2 separate regions of the Sus scrofa genome follow, and region 2 is linked to region 1. Evidence: chromatin contacts called from public HiChIP or PLAC-seq data. All regions are on one chromosome and are shown on one strand. The core of a region is the stretch at or near the end of the contact, and the rest is flanking DNA. Distances in the headings are between cores, read along the strand shown. Region 1 has its middle 8.2 kb from the start of TRNAG-CCC. Region 2 overlaps ASPRV1 (retroviral-like aspartic protease 1).

Region 1 (3,524 bases), core at 483-2,982:
AGGTCGTGGCATAGACCAGCAGCCACAGGTCTGATTCAACCCCTAGCCTGGAAACTTCCATATGACCCAGGTTTGGCACTTAAAAAAAAAAAAAAATGAAAATAATAAAGTTTTAAAATACTTTTTAAATCTTAGAAAGTACTTTTGCTGTATCCATAAGAAGGAATTTTATTTGGAAAAAAATAATAAAATATTGAGGAGTTCCCGTCGTGGCGCAGTGGTTAACGAATCCGACTAGGAACCATGAGGTTGCGGGTTCGGTCCCTGCCCTTGCTCAGTGGGTTAACGATCCGGCGTTGCCGTGAGCTGTGGTGTAGGTTGCAGACGTGGCTCGGATCCTGCGTTGCTGTGGCTCTGGTGTAGGCCGGTGGCTACAGCTCCGATTGGACCCCTAGCCTGGGAACCTCCATATGCCATGGGAGCGGCCCAAGAAATAGCAGCAACAACAACAACAAAAAAGACAAAAAAATATATATATATATTGATACATGCCATAACATATATGAACCATAAAAGCATAATGCTAAGTGAAATAAGCCAGTCACAAAGGACCACATATTGTAAGATTCCATTTATACTGATGGAACAATATTATTTTTAAGGCAGGACAAGAAAATTTTTAAACATAAAATTTTCTCTCTGTTTGGGCTCTACACCTCTTCCACTGTGCATCTATATGATACATTAACCAGATCTCCTTCAAAGACCTAGGAATGCCTGCTCAACCATAAAAACAATTTCCTCCTGGCACCAGCAAGGTAACTTCTTAGGACAAGCTATTTATTTTTAATCTTCTGAGGGGTCATTATGACCCACTTCTCCCCTGATACATGCAAATCTAAACTATGTAGACTGTCCATACATCATTTTATGCATAACCTTCTGTCACCAAAATGTATATAAATGTTCTTTAACTTATAGTGGGCAGAACAGCCCTCAGAGCTTTCTGAAAGACTGTCTCCTGGGTCATCATCCTCAGGTTGGCTCAAACAAAATTCTCTGTTTCCGTCTTAGAGTGACAATTAATTAATTTTTATCAACATTTGCATATCATAGCCTGAAGGATATCAGAGATTCCCACCAGAGGCTACCTGGAATCTACCCTAAACTTCTGTTAGCACCAGCACAGGCCCCTTTGAGTTCCACTGACTTCTCAGTACTCCTCAGGTGTTCCAGTGAGTTCTTCTGATATCTAGAACTTATCTTTTAAAGTGATGATCCCAAAAGTTTTATTCAAGTTGTTTTCACTGAAGACCTGGAGTACATTTCCTAGGCAGAGAATTAGGGGGATCTGGGTGGGAGGCTCAAGGAAACATAGATGGCCAGGTTTTTGTTAAATTTGGCTTAACTGAAAAACAAGTAGGTATATGTCTGAACAAACTGCTGGTGAAATGAGAGACTAAATTATTCCACTTGGAAGAAAAGGGACATTTGCTCCTTCCGACCACAAGGTGTCCTCAGGCGACTGAGACTAGTGGAAATGGCTGCGGATTAATCCTTGCAACAGGCCGCAGTCTCACAGGGAATCCCAATAAAACCGTTAAGTAAATTCTGCTCAGTGAATTCAGGATGTAAAGACTGATCAACTAGTGCTCTCAGCACCCAAGGAAGTTCTAGACTGCCAGAGGGAAAAACTGAGACAGGTAAAAGAGTTAAACCAACACAAGGTTAGCCCTTTGGGAACTAGACCCAGAAGAAGCACACATCCAGGCCACCACACTGTTCTCAGAAAGCTGTTCAGATCCTAATTCACTTAGGCTGCAGAATTAATAATGGGAAAGTGTTCCTCAAAGGCCGAACAGTTCCCTGGCAGACCCACATCTATGAGAACCCAAGCTGGGTTTATCTATGACACAAGGAACTGATACCTGCAAGTTCTTACTAAGTTGGGAACTGAAAGTCCTGCCCTGAAATTGACCAAGATGAGGCTCTTTTGATGTTCCCAAACTGGCTTTGGTTATGCAGTTAGAAAATGCCAGCTTGATAAACATCTTTTCAAAATCCTGACCCTAAGGGAAAAAGTTCTTCTAGGAGGAACTTGCTTTTCTTGCCCTGTACTTTGAGATGTGAATGTTCTACCAGGGCTCTTGGGAACTCTTATCTAGACTATACTCAGCTCCTGAGACTGAGAGGAAAAAAAGGGGAAAGAGGTCTTTTTAAACTCACTCAAGTAAACTTAAATTACTCCAAGTGTTATTTACAAACTAGTGAATTTATATTATAATACCTGATTCATGATTAGATCCGAAAGTGAAGCTACTAGATCTCTGGTTGTGTCTGTCTACATAGCTGTGTGTATGTTATAGATATGATACTTCTTTATAGTTGGATGGTTTTACCGAAATTATTTGTAAATTAGTTCTATTTAAGTGGCTTAAAGAAAATTAAACTCCATATAAATACTCTGAAATATTTTTTAAAAAACTAATTTAAATGAATTTCAGGCTCACATGACCTGGAAAATATTTAATATGAAATTAATATTTCATATTAAAATTAATTTTTTGTTTAATGAATATAGATATGTCTTTGGAGTCAAGCTTAAGTACCTAGGTTTACCAGAAGTCAAATAATATCATATTATCTCCGTTAAAAAATTCACCAGTAAGAAAAGGAGCACCCATTGTGGCTCAGTGGGTTAAGGACCCAGTGCTGTCTCTGAGGATGCTGGTTTGATCCCTGGTCCCACTCAATGAGTTAAGGATCCAGTGTTGCCACAAGCTGCAGCATAGGTCGCAGATGCGGCTCAGATCCAGTGTTGTCGTGGCAGTGGCTGTGGTGTAGGCCTGCAGCTGCGGCTTCGATTCAACCCCTAGCCCAGGAATTTCCATATGCCACAGGTACAGCCATAAAAAGAAAAAAAAATTCATCGGCAAGAAAAATAACTGGATTTGATTAAACCAAGTTCCAAGTTTCTTTGTCAATTTCATCATAATTATATCTTTAACTGTGCCTTTTAAAGTCTTTTGTCATTTATAGACAGCCATTGTTCTACTTTGATGCTTTTGAAGAGTGCTTCATTTTCAAGAATATTCACATAAAGGACCTTTGGACAAGTACACGTTTCTGCAAACTTGAAATCATACAACTGATCTGGGTAACAAATTAAAGAATTCTAATGGAAAAGCAGATGGCTTCATAAACTGTTCACAAATGATCAAGGTTAACAAGCTACATAGGACTGGGTAAACTGATGAATATAGTTGTAATTTTTGTCTTTTGCTTTTTGTCTGAAATATCATTGGCTTTTAATCTTTGTTTTCCAGCTTTAAGGAAATCTTTCCCCTTAAGCTAAATATATCTTATAGCAACTAGGTAAATTGTAACTGCTTTTGTGTTTTTTTTAGAGTATAGTTGATTTACAATGCTGTGCCAATTTCATGTAAACTATAACTTTTTTTTTTTTTTTTTGGTCTTTTTGCCTTTTTCTATGGCCGCTCCTGCCATCATATGGAGGTTCCCAGGCTAGGGGTCGAATTGGAGCTGTAGCTGCTGGCCTACGCCACAGCCACAGCCACAGCAAC
Region 2 (3,662 bases), core at 316-2,815, 280 kb after region 1:
CCTGAGGACCTGGCTCTGCAGTCCCTTTACCCTGGAGACTCAGCACTGAGCCCACCTGGCAACAGCCCCTCTGTGACAGGCGTGTTCATGGCCGAGTACTGGAGCATCCACCATCTCTTAAAATGCACCTGTCCTAGATGCCCTCACTTTAGCCTGTCAAGAACACTTGGATCCTAACTCTATCAGGTCGTCTAGGTGCCAGCTTGCTCTCAGTGCCTCAGGTGTGGAGAACATGCCAGCCACACCTGACTCCAAGTTCCCGTAGTGTGTTGATTGGGTTGGGGTTGAAGACTGTCCCATTCACACCGCTGGTTGACCTCTTGTAGGGTCGACCCAGTTCCACTAGTTTAACCATGGTGGGGCCATGAGTAATTTGTTAATAAAATACCAAAATGTGCCGGTGATTTACTTTTTAAAAATATGTGGTAGAGTAGATTCCAGGCTAGTCCTGTAAAAACGTTATTCTCATTTATTTGCAATCCAGTGAACTTTCTTGAGTTGGAAAGAAAGGGTGGTGTTCCTTCCTCTTGGGACAGGTGACTCAGACCCAGGTTGATTCTGCCGCTGCCTCTGGCCTCTGTGGAAACCCCTGAGGAGCTCCTGTTCCTGTAGATGAGGTGGGGTTACCTTCCGCCCTGAGGCGACTCCCTGCTGAACTTGGGCAAGTTTACTTCCACTACTTAAAGAAAAACACACTCACCTTCCCTCTCCTCACTGCACTCTTAACTCTCATAACCTCACCCTTGCTTAGTCAACCGCACTTCCCCCTGCTTGCAAAAGAAAAGACCGGAACATTTTTCATTATACACAGGCAGTGTTCCTGTATGGCCATCCTCCTTGTTCCCTGTAAGGGTGACCTGAAGTGACTTCCAAAATTACATATATTAAAGTAGGGAAATTTTATTTTATTTTTGGCTGTGTCTGTGGCATGCGGAAGTTCCCATCCAGGGATTGAACCTGCATCACAGTAGTGACCTGAACCGTAGCTGTGACAATGCTAGGTCCATTAACTGCTAGGCCAACTAGGGAACTCCAGGAGAATTTTAAAATAAAAATCAAAGACAAAGAAAAGACTAGGAGTTTAGGACACCAATATAAAAAGCACAGAGTCTCCCATAATTACTAAAGGGGAGATGTGAATTTAGTTCTGAGTTTCCCGGCAGCCAAAGCAAAAAGAGAAAGATGATCAATCTCATGGTTCACCATTTCCCTGAGGAAACACACACCTTCTGAAAGGTTGGTTTTTCCCAACAGTAAAGAATCTAAGTGTGGTGAAGAGAGAGCAGTGTCACCCAAGTTCTGTCTTAATCGTCTCTTTCCACTGATGCCTCTTCTGGGCCCCATGCTGTTTCATGCTCTGTGCTGGTCTGCACTGCACTGGCAGCTTTGACCCAAGCTCTTAACTGCAAAGTTGTGGAGAATGTCACAATCTCTGTAGTTGCTCAGAGTTCAAGTGTAACTTGAAGTGTGTCGTCTTCCTTGATTGTCTGGCTAGAGCTGTAGCTGCTGTTGGTCTGAATTTGCTGTTGGAAAGATACATGCAGATGCCGGGCCTTGAGGATCTTGCACTCTTTGATGTGGTACTTGACAATGCAGGCATTTTAGCAAAGGTCTCTCTCAGAGCCATGCCTGTACTGTACTGCCTGCTTTCTCATTGAGAGCTGCCCAGCAGGGCTGAGAGGCTCCAGGGCTTGTTGTGCCTTTCTGAGCAGCACCCAGATGAGGGACCCCCTGAAAAACAGCCCCTCCCCCCATGGTCAGTCACCTTCAGTCCCTGAGTCACCCTTTCTCTGCTCCTCCTTTCAGTTTAACCACTTCCTGCCCACTATTTGTTGTCTAATAGCAGAGTCAGAATGACATATTTGAACACTTCCCTACTTTCTAATGTAATCTTCCCTTCCAGGCTGATTTCTTTCTTTTTAAAAACATTTAAAAAAATATATATATAGTTGATTTACAATGTTATGTCAATTTCTGCTGTACAGCAAAGTGACACAGTTTTATGTATATATATATATATATACTCACACATATATATATATTCTTTTTCTCATATTATCTTCTATCATAGTCCATCACAAGTGATTGGAAAGAATTCCCTGTGCTGTACAGTAGGACCTTGTTGTTTATCGATTCTAAGTGTAATAGTTTGCATCTACTAACCTCAAACTGATTTCTTTCTGAATGTCAGAACTTTGTTTTCTGAAAACAAGGAGATGTTCCCAACACTTCTCAAGCTTCTCTCCTTGCTTGTGAAATAATCATAAATGCTCATAGGTGTTAAGTGCTTCCTTAATGTCCGGCACTGGGTTAGGTTCTTTCCATACACTCTCTCCCTTAATCCCTCCAAGAGCCCCAGGAAATAAGGACTATTATTATCCTTACTTTTCAGACCAGAAAAATAGGGCCCAAAACATTAGCCCCAGGTCACCTAATGAGAGGAAAGGGTGAAGTGGGCTTTGGTCTGGGGATTCATTTGACTAGAATCTATATGCTTGACTATCAGCCAGGACCGCCTTCCAGGGCATCTAAGGGACATGCCCCCCCCACCCCGAAGGATCCTCCCCCTGAGAATCTTTGCTTGCATGTGGCCAGCCTGCTCATCTTTGTTGATCCGAATTTGCTCCAGAGCGTTATGACAACCTCATCATCTACCTTCGGCGATGGGAATATCAGCAAGGCAAGGAAAGAGTCAGTCAGACATTCTGTTTTAATTAAATGCATTTTCTAGCAGGTAGATATGGGTCTCCCATCTCACTGGCCTCAGTGCAGGCCTGGGGACTGCCTACAGGTGTGACCCAACCTGGCCATCCCCTTGGCCCTCCAGCTGTCTTCTGTCCCAGATCATGGTTTCCTTGAAGGTAGACAGACCCTTGACATAGAGGTCCCTGCCTTGACTGCCCTGGCTCAACCGCTGCCCCAGGTGAGGTCCAGAGCATCCTATAAATGCCTCCTTCTTCCTCCCCCAGGGCCTCAGTGAACCTCTCCAGCCCCTGTGTCCCCTGGATACCAGCTGTGTCTTGGCCTTGGGACCATACTCTTTGCTCCTATGCTGGCTCTTGCCTCAGCTGCCCACCAAGTCCTGAGCCTGACTTCCCCAGAAATACTGCCTTCACTCACAGGGAGGGAGACGCCCAGAAGCTCCAGCCAGGCAGAGCCCATCCTCCCATCTGCCTAAAAGGGGATCTTCCATTCTCTCCCAACGTAATGGGGCCCTCGGCCACTAGAAGCTGAGCATCTCAAACTGATGGGAAGGCCAAGTGGGCTATGGGAATTGGGGCTTCTATTCCAGAGTCTCTGCGCAGGGAGCCTCGATGTGTCCCTCCTCGTCTAGGTCATTGACATCTAAGAGGTGGACAAAGGGACCCTCGATAATGGGGACTCCCAGGCTGAGTGGAAGCTGTATTTGGTAAATACTGGTTGAATCAATAGGGTGATGTCACAGGGTCCTCGACCCAGAAGACATAGAAGAGAAAGAGCTTCTTCAGCTGTACAGGACGTCTTCCTTCAGGAGCAGTCTGGGCTGTTGCACTGGGATCCTCACCAGGGTCAGGAATTACTGGTTCCTCCTCACTACAGGCTCAGAGGGCTGTTGAGATAGAGGGTAGGGCGATGGCTTGGCAGCGATAATCCACAGTTGTCTTTTGCCTTCCCAGTCTCTG

What was found. HiChIP or PLAC-seq counts read pairs in DNA pulled down with a chosen protein or histone mark.
Region 2: a contact with region 1 is called in an H3K27ac HiChIP or PLAC-seq map of alveolar macrophages. The contact joins two enhancer-like sites. A contact is called at or near these places in 1 of 5 promoter capture datasets (liver) and 1 of 2 datasets of contacts at active chromatin or transcription factors (alveolar macrophages).

The regions. Positions count from the first base shown.
Region 1 is chr3:72,230,264-72,233,787 of Sscrofa11.1, forward strand. No RefSeq gene overlaps it. Among named protein-coding and RNA genes, the nearest start is that of TRNAG-CCC, 8.2 kb to the right of the region's middle. Within about 2 kb of position 1,733, at least 24 of the 83 cell types and tissues checked have an H3K27ac peak or open chromatin away from gene starts, as enhancers often do. A contact at or near this core is called in alveolar macrophages, where this site is marked.
Region 2 is chr3:72,506,901-72,510,562 of Sscrofa11.1, forward strand. All of the region lies in intron 9 of ASPRV1 (retroviral-like aspartic protease 1), which reads left to right. Among named protein-coding and RNA genes, the nearest start is that of MXD1, 37 kb to the right of the region's middle. Within about 2 kb of position 1,566, at least 11 of the 83 cell types and tissues checked have an H3K27ac peak or open chromatin away from gene starts, as enhancers often do. A contact at or near this core is called in alveolar macrophages, where this site is marked.